Regions from separate parts of the Oryctolagus cuniculus genome. Here region 1 is linked to region 2. The links are chromatin contacts, called in public Hi-C maps. All regions are on one chromosome and are shown on one strand. Each heading gives the region's core, a stretch centred on a gene start, on an enhancer-like site or on the middle of the called end of the contact. The rest is flanking DNA. Distances are from core to core; before and after follow the strand shown. Region 1 holds the start of SGK1 (serum/glucocorticoid regulated kinase 1). Region 2 has its middle 50 kb from the start of SGK1.

What was found. A called contact is a pair of places that touch in the nucleus more often than the background predicts.
Region 1: a Hi-C map of liver shows a contact between it and region 2, with 5 times the contacts expected there. The contact joins the promoter of SGK1 here to the enhancer-like site in region 2. A contact is called at or near these places in 3 of 6 Hi-C or Micro-C datasets (ear pinna, liver and an unstated tissue).

The regions. Positions count from the first base shown.
Region 1 is chr5:34,688,053-34,695,268 of mOryCun1.1, forward strand. SGK1 (serum/glucocorticoid regulated kinase 1) reads left to right here and starts at 5,628. Exons shown (of 12, transcript NM_001082056.1): 1 at 5,628-5,747; 2 at 5,875-5,950; 3 at 6,328-6,403; 4 at 6,778-6,882; 5 at 6,995-7,078; 6 at 7,196-7,216. The coding sequence starts at 5,672.
Region 2 is chr5:34,640,415-34,647,565 of mOryCun1.1, forward strand. It overlaps a transcript of SGK1 not described here. Among named protein-coding and RNA genes, the nearest start is that of SGK1, 50 kb to the right of the region's middle. Within about 2 kb of position 2,772, at least 1 of the 8 cell types and tissues checked has an H3K27ac peak or open chromatin away from gene starts, as enhancers often do.

The sequences.
Region 1 (7,216 bases), core at 4,378-6,877, 50 kb after region 2:
AGCAGCCTGCTGCTGACAATCCTGAGCCTGCGGGGGAAGTGACATAAAAATGGATGTGGCAAACAATGATCAGGGTTGCAGTCCAAAGAGGCTCGGGAAACTGCTACACATTAAAATCATGTGAATCAGCCTTCTGCCAGCCATCCCTGTCTGCTGCTTCCACGGCTGGCTTTTGTTGCTGCAATTTGTAGGCTCCGTGTCCAAGAAACAGTCCTTAGGGAAGGCCTGAGATGCTTCTGTGCTTCTTGTTAGATTAATTACAGGATCAGAAATGGGAGAGGCAGAGGAAGACATTTACACTGAGCGAATTAAAGCTTTCAGATTGCACATTTGTTTGATAAAAGCTGTCCGGCAAAAAGATAGACCCCTTATTTACTATTGGCACGTTGTAAATAAAGGGTAGGTGCATGTTGGTTACAGCTAGTATATGTTGTAGAAAGATCCCAAGTGCTGTGCTGCCAGAACCGGGGGCCTGTAAGGGAAGCAGATGTGCACATGGGTTCACCCCGGACAGAATAGAGGGAAAAGGAGACAGAGCAGGCTAGAGTGAGTGGGGCCCCCAATCTCAACAGTCTGACGTGTCCTTGCCATGGAGTTTGATGTTTTAGCATCACAAGTTAACTTCTCTAAGTTGGCAAATGGCCTTTTACAATGCTAATGCCTAGCAATAAATCTATGTCAAGGACACATAAGGCTTTCAATAAGGCTTAGTTTTCTTGAGTTTAAAAAGTCACAGAAAATTTTGAATTTTTACTTAAAGACTTTTCCAATTCATTCTTCTATCTAGACCAGTGCATCCTTTTTCATAATCATATGGAAAGTTCCCTGGACATCATTTTGTAGGTCAATTCTAAGAGCGAAATATAAAGCTGTCAAATATACATCACTCCTTATCCTTCATACTGTATTCCAGTTGATGGCTAGTTCTTATTTTTATTTCTTGTTCATTGGATTATGCTAAATCATAATTTGGCAACGTTCCAAAGAAGAGGTGAGTTTTCAGCCTGTTGTAGACCCACTGGTTTCTTGCCACCTTGATTTTTCTTCCAGGAACTTCTATTGACTTTCCCTGTAACCTATCCCCAATTAACATAAAAAAACTGCAACAAAACTTTGCCCCACCCTCCTATCAGCTTTCCTGTGGTCTCCCTTTTCTAGAAGGATGGCTGTAGAACATTGGTGTTATCACCTCTGTTTTGAAAAAAAAAAAAAAAAAAAAGGCCTGCAATAAATGATGCATATGGTTTTGTGGGTTTAATAACTCTTAACACTATTATTATAGGTAGTATGTTCTTCTCTTGGTTATCTACTTTATTTATAACCTCCATAGCTAGTTAGTTACCCATGAACAAACTCATTTGTCCTCATCATTTTATGTTTGATGAACACAGTTTAAAAAAAAAAAAACAGAGAGCAAGAAAAAAAAAGAGAGATATATACTTGGTAACTCCATTCTGTTGCTCTCTAGAGTAATAATCATTTTTTCTGATCTTTACATTTTCTTTGAGGATGCTTCAGGGAATGGTTTCTGCATTCATCAATCAATGAATTGAAAAGCATGGGAACCTAAACTATGCACAAAATTGTTCTAGAATTTATGGCACTTTGAGCAATAAAAATTGCCTTGTCTACGGTGGAAAATATTATCTCTGGAAACTCAAGACCAACATAGCTGACATATTTTAAGAGTAGCCCAGAGTGGATATATTTAAGTCTTATAAAGTGTTTTTTTCAAAATATCTCTTCTAATGTATAGAGAAATATCAGTGATTTGTGAGCCTTTAAATTATATGGCCATATTCTGGTAAAGCCTTAAGGTTTCAGTATTCATAGTCCACCACTAAAGAGAAATAAAGTAGAGAAGCAGAAAACAGTTTTCCAAAGTATTAAAATATGCATGCACCAGAAAATGTTTTGGTGCAAACTTTACAAAGTGGTGAGTGATTTCCATTGGGGAGTTTTAATTGCAGTTTTCCCAGCACGAGGCATAGCTGTGAGACGACTGGTTTGGGCGACTCGGGAGGTAACCAGTCTATCTCAGACCAAATCTTCTATATGATCTTTGAATGCAGAAAAGTGTGGTCTAGAAATTCTCTGAAGTGATTAAACCTCAGGAGGCAAGGCAGGGAAAGCAGGCGCGTCTGCAGTTCTCCCGGAGAACTCGAGCGCCCTCTAGGTTGCAGTTCCAAGAGCAGTTTGGCGAGGCACTTCAGGCCACTTTGCCACCAGGGAGGAAGAAGGAAGGGGCAGGATTGCTCCCGGTAGGAGGACTATCTGACCCAGAGAAAGAGACTGGCGACAGGAAGGAAGAACAGAATAGCAGCCACAGGCGACCCAGAGACTGCGCGGTGCTACCCGGCGCGCGTCACACACAGTGCCCTGCCTCCCCGCCCCGCTCACCGCCGTGTGTCACCTTCCTGTTCGGAAGCTTTAGTAGGTTGCTGGGACAGAACAGGGGGCGCCTGCTCCACCCATCAGGTATCCGGTTGGAAGAAAGGCCAGTCTCAACAACTTGATTCTCTCGGGTTAAATGATAAGTTTAGCTGGCCATTCCGTCTCCAAGCGCTGAACGTTCGTGTAGAGGGAGGCAGAAGCCCATCAGACATTCCTCTTCTGCTCTAACCACAAATCATATGGTTGTGTGTCTTCTCCATTCCACTGAGAGCCCTCTCACTCGAATTTCACGTCCCTCCTGGAACGCATGCCGCCGATCTTCTCAGAGAGAATGAACCCTGTGCATATGTTTTGAATTTTTTTCTGCACTGATTTGTGATGTTAATCAGTTAAGTTACATTTCTTGTGTGTCTTAGTGAGGGTGTAATAAACCTAGGACGCTGATGACTGTAATTTGCTGGATGATGTTGCAAGGGGGGGGGGGTTGGAATAAATGGCCCAGTGATGAACTTTGCAGCTTGCTCCCTTCCTGTATGTAAATTCCCTAGATATAAAGTGGGGTTCGCAGCAGAACCGGGACAGCTGGCCTCTGGCTCAGCCTCCCTTATCATCTCAGAGACAGAAGCAGGGAGGCAAGTCCCATCACAAGTGAGCTTTACTACCTCCAGCCTCCAGAAATCAGTCCTCCACCTTATATCCTGGGCAGCTTGAAGAATGAAAGAGGAGGCTATCAAATCCCCTTTGAAAGGTTAGTGCTTTCCGAACTCTGATTTGGATGGAGCCGGTAACACAAGGATGCCCAGAGGTTTTGAAATTACTGGGCATGGGCCAGGCACCTGTGAGGAGCAGGGAGGGGGGGAAGGGCGGGGATTTTGATTTCTTAATTTAGTGTTTTAAAACAAAAGGCAAGACTCTTCGGGCAGATTGATGTTTGTAGGCAGTCTGAGTGATGTTTGCTGTCTTGTCAAGGCAAGACTTGGCGAGGAACAGGTGGGAACAGGACCGGGCTGGGTTGGTTGACTGGCAGAACATGGGCCAGGGGTACAATGGCAATAGCTGGTATTCTGGGCAGAATCTGTTCACAAGGAAGCAGACACGGGCCAATTACTATGATATGGAATTACCCAAACCTTGCTTTAAGTTGGAGCCCGTGCTGTGTTAAGAGAGCAGCACTAAGCAAACTTCATCAACCAGTCTCCAAGAGAGAGAAGGATGCATGCTCTCTTCTCCCGAGCTGGGGCTGTTGCGACCGAAAAACCCAAGCAGGATACCAGACTAGATCATTTTAGGGCAAACGAGGTGGCTGTGCCTGCACAACAAATCCTTGCCCAAGACCAAGGGAAAAAGCGCCTCGCAGGCTATTCCTGGGTCGACAGCTGGTGTTTGGGAGTGTGGAGGCTCCAGTAGGCAAACTCTAAAATGGCAGGGCAGCAAGGGGTCAGGGCAGGGCAGCCACCGCAGACGGCAGCGGCGAGCGCCAGGTACCCGGCCCAGCGAAGAGGGGGAACTTGCAGCCGTCTCTGCCGCTCCCGGCCAGGTCTGAGCCAGAGACACCCCCCGGCCAGCGCTGGCGCGCGTCCCCGCGCCCGCGGTTGGGCTGCAGCGCCCCGGCGGCTCCCAGCGACGGGGTTACTGGAAGGCAGCGGCCTCGCCGCCTGCACAGCCCGGCCGCCGCGGGCAGCCTCCAGCCCCGGTCCGCGCGCCGGAGCGCCGTCACCGGCTCGTCCCTGTGGGGGTGCAGGAGACGCCACTTTGCGGGAAACAGCCCAACGCAGGCGACTCTGCGGGCGGCAGGGACGAGGAGGGCAAACGAAGGGATTCTAAGACAGGGTAGCGTTGACCTTGCGGAGTTCTGAGGCGGCAGAGCAGCGGGCGCGGGCCGGGCGCCGCCGCCGCCCTCTGCCGCCCGGGTCACGCCAGGTCCGCGCCGCCGCCGCCGCCGCCCTCACCGGCCTCCTCACGTGTTCTCGGCGTGGCGCGGATTAAAATGCAAGGGGGAAAAAAAGTGCACGCAAAACGGACAGAATGTTCTCTAGAAATTACAAAAGGGGTGGGGGGGGGCTGCAGATTGCACTTTGTCTTCAATGCAGAGCCGAATTTTGCTTCCGCCCCCTCCCCTACACATTCCTGACTCCCCTCCCCCCCCTTTTCCCTCCTTCTTTCCTTCCTTCCTCCTCTTCCAAGTTCTGGGATTTTTTTTTTTCCAGCCTTGCTTGGTTTTGGCCAAAAGCACAAAAAAGGCGTTTTCGGAAGCGGCTCGGCCGTGCACAAGGGCCATTTGTTTGTTTTGGGACCCGGGCAGGAAATCTTGCCCGGCCTGAGTCACGGCGGCTCCTTCAAGGAAACGTCAGTGCTCTCCGGTCGCTCTCGCCCGCCGCCCGCTGCCCATGGGGGAGATGCAGGGAGCGCTCGCCAGGGCCCGGCTCGAGTCCTTGCTCCGGCCCCGCCACAAAAAGAGGGCCGAGGCGCAGAAAAGGAGCGAGTCTTTCCTGCTGAGCGGACTGGGTAAGCGCGCCTCGGCCCCCGCGGGGACTTGGCTCCTCCGGTGCGCGCGGGCGCATGGCTCCGGCCCGGTTCTCGGGCTCGGGAGAAGGGGTGGGGGGTGGACGGAGAGCGGCGTGACCGGGCGGCGGGAGCGGGGAGGACCGGCCCGGGAGCTCCGGCCCCGCGCTGACCCTGCAGATGAGGGCGCGCTGAGACGCCTGCGCCTGAGAGAACTCCCGGGCGGTCGCACGCTCCGCCCGGCCTCGGCGGGGAGGAAACCGGGGGGCGCCGGGGCGGGGGTCCCGGGCTATCTATCGCCGAGAGAGTGCAACTGCGGGGGAGGGTGTGGGCTCGCGCAGGGCCGCCGGCCCGCCGGGCTGCGTCCGGAAGGCAGCTCGGCGCTGCTACCCTGACTTCCTCGCCGAACGGAATAAATGAGAAAAATGGAAAATTACTCCGCATCCTTTCCCGCCACCTCCGCCCGCGCCCCGGGGCGCCGAACACTGGCGAAACTGCCCTCCCCGGGCGGCTCCCGAGTCCCCCACCTCCGCCCGCGGCTCGCCCTCAGGCTGGGGACAGAACCGCCCGCCGCGGGCTGCCGTCCCGCCGGGACGCGGCGCGGCGGCCGGGGGCGGGGCCTGCGCTGGGGGGCGGGGCCGCGCCGCTCCTTTGTCGCCGGTCGGGCCCCTCCCCTGCCGGCGCAGCCTTTATAAAGCCGGGCGCGCGGCCCGAGCGCAGAGTTGGCTGAGCCGGTCTCTCATTCCCAACGACTCGCTGTGGTCTCACCGTGGCGATGACCGTGAAAACCGAGGCTGCTAGGGGCCCCCTCACTTACTCCAGGATGAGGGGCATGGTGGCCATCCTCATCGGTGAGTGCAGGAGTCAGGCCGCCGCGCGGTGCGAGTTTTCGGAAGGTCGCGGATCACGGAGTGTGTGTGGCGGCGGACGTTACGAAGCCATCTGAGCATTCGTTTATTTCTCCTCTTTCATTCACAGCGTTCATGAAGCAGAGGAGGATGGGCCTGAACGACTTTATTCAGAAGATCGCTAATAATTCCTATGCGTGCAAGCAGTAAGTTCGGGTGGGATTGCGGGAATTAAAGTCAGTAGCGCCGGCAGGGTAGCAGAGTCGTCTCCCCTCGCTGGGTTACGTCGGGGTGGAGATCTCATTTCTCCTCAAATCCTGGTTTACTTGAGACGTTTTTAACACGGAGACGGGCTTGCCTCCTTGTCGCCCGCCCTCCGCGTGAAAAACCACCTCAATTTCTGTACACAGCTGGGCTCACTGTTGGCTTCAAAGGGCCCAGTAGATGATTTTGGGTGTTTGCAGTTGAAGTCCTGGATTCTCCGGGGAAACTTCGAGCCAGAAACTCAACTGGTGGTGTTGCTGTGCCCCCTAGTGGGGCGCGAGGAGGCTCCAACGTGTGTGTGTTTTTTTTTCCTCTGCAGCACTGAAGTTCAGTCCATTTTGAAAATCTCCCAACCTCAGGAGCCCGAGCTTATGAACGCCAACCCTTCGCCTCCGGTGAGTATCGTTCCGTTTGTGAAGCATCTATGGGGGAGAATTGTTAAGTGAGTCACCTAGTATCCCTACATTGATGGATTAAAATAGCATTTCTGGAAATTAGTATGAAGGCAGGAATGTCTCATTAGTTAAGGACATAACAGGTGACATAACTAGTTAAGTATTGAGTCAGTGGAGTATTGTCTGAAGGCATATTTCATAAAAGTTTTATCCGTTTAATCTCCATACTCACTTGAAATAATGACATGGTGTGGTTGAAAAATAGTTTTGAGTGCGTTGATAGACGTATGGGACTTGCATCCAGCTTTTATGCTTTATTGTGGACGTCTGCCTTTGAAAGCGGTGACACTAAAGGAGAATGTTTTATTTTTCAGCCAAGTCCATCTCAACAAATCAACCTTGGCCCATCATCAAACCCTCATGCTAAACCATCAGACTTTCACTTCCTAAAAGTGATTGGAAAGGGCAGTTTTGGAAAGGTAATTTCAGATCCGGAGACCTTTGTATATACTCTCGTATGTGTTCATTTTACACTCTCCCTGGATGAGGACCCAAAAAGGATGATTTTTTTTTTTCTTATTGCAATTTCAGGTTCTACTAGCGAGACACAAAGCAGAGGAAGCCTTCTATGCAGTCAAGGTGTTGCAGAAAAAAGCAATCCTGAAAAAGAAGGAGGTAGGAGAAGGGGCTGGTGGGTTGGAGCTGTGAGTGGACGCTCACTGAATCAGCTTTGCCTTGGGAGTGGGTGCCAAGTTGAAGTTTGTCGCTCAGTCTGGGTTGTCATCCTCCTAGGAGAAGCATATTATGTCTGAG
Region 2 (7,151 bases), core at 1,522-4,021:
TTTAAAAGCTGTATGTATTTTTATAAGTCTCATAATTGATTGGCAATGGTTATTATAGATGATAATATTTATTTAGACAAGGCAGAAATACAAAGTACAAAAGATGTTTAAAGCAAAAAAAAGGCATAGGCTATATTGAGCATGCACAGACTAAAATTATCTATAATTTGAGTGAATGACATACATTGTATGACACAGATTTGACTCTGGATCCCTGAATAGTTTCATGGTCAGGACTATCTGTAAATCAGTGACATGACTCATCCGTCTCATGCATGGTGCATCAAACTAGCACCTGCTTTCTCAATCAGTCACATTACATTCATATCTAAACATTAATAGCCACATTATTAACCCCAGCTACCCAAATTAACCTTTCCATATTGAGAGGTTGAGCAAGTTCAATCTAATAGTGTTCATTTCTTCCATGCACCATGTACTACGCACTTAATTCATTAAGAAAAAAAAAACACCTGCTCTTCCTTTCTGTTCTGCATCTCAGAAGTGGCAAATGCCACTTTGAGTTCTGTGTTTGTGGTTTTGGGTGCACCATATATGGGTAAATTTTAGAAGAGACTGTAGCAGGTGTGACTTTGAATTGAGGCAGTGTGAGAAGCAGCAACAAGCCACCCCAAGCTAATCTAGGGGAAATCCAAGCTTCACAGTGGCCCACACAGGATGTTTCGTCAAAAAAGGGATTTTCCCTCTTCTGGAAGACTTTGCTTCCTCCCCCTTCAGTACCAAAGTGTGCTCAAATCTGTTAACAGTTCATTCTGTGTGGGGAGCAGGTTGAAGGGCGATCCAGCCCTGGGATATGAAAGGTGCAGTAAGAGCAAGACCCCTTGAATACTTTGGCCAGTCCATCACATCTCTGGCCATGTCGCCTGCTATTACCCAGTGTTTCTTGAAAAGTTAGGGGTGGATATTGTGGTACAGCAGCTTAAGCCCCACAGTGCATATCAGAGTGCCTGATTTGGCTCCTGACTCCTTTGCTTCTGACCTGGCTTCCTGCTAATGCACCTGGGAGGCAGCAGATGATTGCCCAAGTATTTGGGTACCTGACACCCATATAAGAGACCCGGATGGAGTTCTGGGCTCCTGGTTGCAGCCTGGACCAGCCAGTAGATGGAAGATTCTCTCTCTCTCTCTCTCTCTCTCTCTCTCCCTCCCCCTCTTTCTGTCACTCTGCCTTTCAAATAAACAAATAAATCTATTTTAAAAATTATTAGACCTTGTATGTATTAACTATGGTTTTATTGTTAGATATCAGTTCCAAGCCCAGCTTTGACATGAAACAGCTGTATCCTTAAATTTCCTCACTTATAAAATGAATAATAATACAAACATCAGGGTTGCTGGGAGATTCTAATGAGAGAATGTGTGGAGATTCACTTCATTTCTCTCTGCTTCCATCCTTCTTCTAACCCAACTCCAATCTACCATGACCCTTAATCTTGTCATGGGTGTCCATCAAAAATCATACTCATTAATCCAAAGCCCATGTCTTTTTGTTCAACAAAAAGAAAATTAGAAAAGGAAGGAGAGACTGAAAAGCAAGTCCATCATTAAATGAACTGTGCCATTGTGACTTTTGTAGAACAAATGAGATGTTTATGTATTTCTTGGCTCAATGTTAAATTTTGTTCCCTTATCACTTTAAATAAATTATGAAGAAAACTGAAATAAAGATTCAGCTTGCTTTTTCCAATTCCCACCCTCCAGTTCTGAAGGTTCTATGTCCCCTAAAGACCTATTCTTGACAGAATCTCAAAGGTTATTTGTCTATTCTACACAGAGATGTGACATATTCTCATATGAAAATAAATCTACTCATATTTTATCCCACTGCAGAGCAGCTCCCTTTGGACTGGCAGATTTTCCATACAACCTCAAGAGAAGGTATCTTAAACAGACATGTTCTTATCTTTAATTGCCAGGAGGTAATTGGCTGCTTGGAAGATTAAACTATTATGGTCTAAAATGTAAATAAAACCATAGCTCCTATAATTTTTTATTGTTCTTTAAGATTTTCTCAAATTTGATTTTATTATTTTAATGTCATCAAGACTTCATTTTCCTTCACCTATATTTATAGATGAAAAGGTAGCAGTTTTAAAAACATAAATAACAATTACATGTAGATTGATGAGCAACCACTTGAGCTTTCTGAGAACAAGCCAAGCAGTACAATTCATTAGTGCAAGGTTAATGAATTAGACAGATTAGAAAATCAGTAGCAATTTAATTTCATCAAGGATCATATTAGAACATAGTAAGGTACAAAGGAAGTGTTTCCAAGGGCATTAATGAAGTGTCCCAACCATAATTTTATCATGGATATTTAATATGCCTCCTCAGATAATTAACAATCATTTATAATATAAATAAAATCATCAATTTATTAATATTACCACATACTTTGATTATTATCTTGCTAATTCATTACTGCTTCCATATTTCCAAGCTAGATATAATTAAATATTTATGACAACATTTTTAACTATGTTTATTTGAAAACCATGGGAATCATTTTAAAGTTTTTAGCGTAAGTTGAGATATTTATTCAGGCAGTCAGTGTACAGTCAAGTTCATACTCAACAGCAGACTACTGTTTTGAATATTAAAGATAAGTTCTAAGTGTTCAAAGACTATGAAGTAACATTGAGTGAATTTCACATGTTCTAAACAGCTCCACCTTTGGCCCAAATAGGCCATTTCAAGGCAAACCTAGAGAGAGGCCTGGACTCATTGCCAACACTGCCCTCAGAGTGCTCTCCTCTCACCCATGGTGCCCTTGCACCAGCACACAGCAATCACTTCCGCTTGCTCAGTCCCTTCTCCTAGTTTTAATCCCACACATCTCTGCCCTTTCTTTTTTTCTCATTTAGCCATATCATTAATCCCTTCGCTTTCTGTTTCCTCTGGGACAATTGCCAATGAGCTCCAGTAAATCACTGAACTTTTTCTCAAAACCCTTCCTCTCCTCTCTCATTTTATTAGGTGGGACCACACAAGGCGTGTCAAATTTTACAATAGGTTTTTGGCCATGTGTGCTTTGAAAGAGCCAGGCTAGGGTTTTCAGAGTCTTCCTTTGGGCAATGTGCTCCGTGAATCTCCAAGAGGGAAGAGCCTGAGTATTCCTCCCCAGACAGATGGAAACAAACACCTGGTTTTGTGTGTGTGTGTGTGAGTGTGTGTGTTTTAAGAGACGTCTTCAGGAAAATGCTGTCTTTCTTGAGACTTGACTTCCTACTAAGATGACACATCTTCTCCGACATCTTCAAGCAGAAAGGGCTTCCCCTCCAGTCTCCGCCAGATACCCTCTAACTTCCCCATCCACGTCAGCACTATTACTCACCCCAACCCACTGCCTTTTATTGTCGACAGCTACTCTCCTCCGAGACACATCATATTCTGTCATCACTTTGGGTCTTCAGGCAGTAGTTTTACTCTCTCCTTTTTCATAAGCAACCATCTGCAGAAATTCAATACTCACATTGATGATTCAGATAACAATAACACTAGTAGTAAACTTGATTAACTAATACTCAGTTTGGAATGTCTACTATGCACCAATAAGTATCTTTAACACTTGACATGCATTATTTTATTTAATGTCTACAATCAGTGCACAAAAGAGATACAACTGTATTTTGGCTTCCACATCATCTGGCCCTGGCTTTGTAGGCATTTGTGGAGTCAATCAGTGGATGGAATCAATCTCTCTCTCTTTCTCTCACCCTATCATTCTACGTTTCCAATAAATAAATCTTTTTGAAATGATAAAAAGTATAGTGTACTAAATATGTAAGGTAGAACAGTCATTTATTATCATTATCAAGTACCATGTACCGTACATAACTATGTGGTTTTCCTTTATACAACTGATGGCACAGTGGGTCTGTTCACACCAGCGTCACCAGAAACACGTGAGGAATGCATGGGTTACAAAGCCCTGGTGACAGGAACTGTTCAGCTCCATTGCATTCATGTAAGATCATCACTGTATTTGTAGTCCATTGTTGACTGAAATGCCATTTTGCAGCACATGACTGTATTATTATTATTTCCTATTTGCTGGTGAGGAAAACACATTGTTTAACAAGCACAAGGATATAGCAGGTATGAAGCAGCAGAACCAGGATGCAGAGTTATCTTTGACAATGATAATGGCTTCCCTGCAGCACAGTGGTGAAGTCTCGTCCACCGTGCTTCTGAGGTCTCATCCCTTCGTCAGCCTTCCAGCACCGTGCCTCGTTGGTCCTGTGATTATCCTATGCTGTTCCTCTCCAAGTTTCCTCTTGGCTAGGGCTTTCTGGCCTGGGCAGCCTCATGATCCCTGCCTCCTCCGTGGTCATGGTCTCCAGTCACCCCTCTTGGGAAGGAAGCTATTCACCCTGTAGATGCCCTTGGGGTCTGCTGAGGCTTCCCTGTCTCCCTCCATCCCTGAGACTCCTGAAAAAAGCGGTGGGCGCATGGCTCAGAGCGAGTCCACGCTCACTTCATTTGCTGGCAGAATACAGCACATTTCTCGTCCTTTGAGAGGTCATCTTGGAGTGTACCTTCTGTCCCCAGTGGTCTGATGACATCAAGCAACCTGCTGTCCTGCATCCAGCTTCAAATATTTGCTCTCGTTCCTTGACCTTTAGTGGTGCTTTCTCGCTGTGCCCAGAACATTTTCTCGAAGATCACAAGATGATGGGCTGTTAGGACTAGAAAGGGCCATCAGCCTCACATAGCCCAGCTTCCCCATTTCACAGGTAAAGGACTGCGGCAGAAATTTCTGAAAGATTAAAGGTAGCAGAGTTTGCCCACACCCTTTCAAAGAGCGATTGATTTCACAAAGATATTTCTGGCTGCTTCTTATCTGCCGGGTTGTCATGGTTTTAGATCCAGGTCAGGTACTGAGCACTTTGCGCACATCTCATTCTCTGGATCACTCACCAGTTGAGAAGCTAGTGCGTTATCAGAGGGAAGTACCACCGACCGTTTTCCTAGCAGCACAATGAGGTTCTTTCTGCTGGGTGGGACACTTTGTCTAAATTTCCTTTGCACCAGATGGCCGTCTCCCAAAGGCTCCAAACTCCTGGGCTCATTAGGATTCCAGATGTGTGCGCTACTGTTGATATACAGGACGGCAGCTGTCTTTCTGCCAACTCCTTGTATGTGTTCAATTGTTAGACTGTATTTAGAAATGTGATGTGACATGCTCCAACTATATTTGATTGTTTTTAATCTCAATTTTGATCCACAAAATAGGCACTATGCAATACGCTAGAATATTTAGGTTTAAGTAGTTAAAAATCCTGCCATACAAATAGTGTGTTCTAAAAATGTATTGGAGAACATCTGAGACAATTTAATTCCCAGGTGCCAGAGTTCATGACATCCCCTTTCTTAATACATTGAACTTGTTCTGAATCCAATTATACTTTCCATTTTGCAAAATAACTCATTTTGTGTGGTAGTCAGTAGAATCTACTTTATTATTAGATATGAGAAAAATATATATATATATATATTTTCATTTTAATGTGCTCCAGATTGGAGACCCTTATTAAGGCCAGTCTGCCTCATTTCCCAGTTGTACTAATTAAAAGTACTAATTATTTCCATCCTGGTATCTCAGGACCATCTTTGATACATGAAAGTTTTGAGAGAATTAAAAAAAAAAACTGACTTTGGAAATCATGTGAGAGAACTAATATTCATTAGTGCCAATTAAAATGCGTCTTAAGTCAGTTCATGAGACCCTCACCCCCATTTCTTTAGTTTCAAGTCGGCTCTGGATTTCTGCCACATGGAGGCTATTACCAGAATTCCCTCTCCTTCTGTAACAGTGAGCCTAATTAATGCTGCAAAGGGATTTACCTTACTCGTGATGCCAACAGACTTCTCCACAGCAGGTTTCATATCTAATTTTTGTCATTTGTGAGAAAATTAAACCGAGATTCCAAGATCCTTCCCACAACTAAAGCCAATGATTCTCTAAGGCCCCGTGGTCACTTTCCTAATTCATAAATCAGCCCATCTCTGGCCCTCATGAGAAATAATCCAGGTGTGTTTAAGGAGGAACTTAGTTATTTACTTTTCTGATACAAAAGGTGGGAGAAAGGAGGAAATCCCTAGGATACAGATAATCTCCTTTTAAAACGCCTGAACTCTAGAACAACAGCACTCCACAAAAAGAATTTTTAAGTCACATGAACTGTGGGATCCACCATTTTGAAATTTCATGAGTTACCCATTATTTAGAGTGTCTGATACTCAATAGCAAGTTTGTTCTAATCTATAACTCCAGGAACTCCAAGCACATAATTTATTTACTCCCTTCAGCATACTATTGCTTAACAGAAGAGACTATTTTGATGGGAAATTATTTCAGTGGAGTCAGACTATGCAATAGGACAGAATAAACAAAGCTACAACCACATTCTTTAGAAAGTGTGTAGTTATGAAGTGGAGGAAATTGTGTTTATTTTATGAGAACAAAGCCAATGGAAATTAATTCTAAAAGTGGAATATATTCACTCCATTTATAAAAAAAAAATGCGGCAGTGACCTAGGGGATGACTGCTATGGGTGCTTTGTTGTTCAAATGTAACAGTTGGTGGGAGGTGTAGGGAAACTGAAAGCCATAATGATGGCTTCTACCTGAATCCCATTAGCACTTGGGCGTCAATAGACTCCTGATTTTTGAGAAGGAGAAAATTGGAGCTCAATAAGTAGCAAACCATTCTATGCTGCAATTAGTATAATTATCTCAAAAAAAAAAAAAAAAACATTTTAACAGGTTTTAGGATAAGGCTATTTTAGATATTTGAGTTGCAGACAAGCTAACTCCAAAGAGTCATCCCTTAATGATTTTTTAAAAATCACTTAAGTAGGGCTATTAAAGAAAATAACGACTGAAGCACACAAGCAATTATAGAAAAAGGAACTCCCCAATATTATGTAAAAAGTATTAGAATTGAGTCATATGTGAATTTTGTTTAACTTCTTCACTCTTGAATTCTAGTTCCTGGAATCCCTCCTTTATAACTGACTCACAGTCTATTTTGGAACAGACTTGCCAGTACTACAGTCCTTTCACTATACATGAGAATGTGTGCAGAAGTCAGGGATGGAGAGAATAATTAAATAGTGACTGA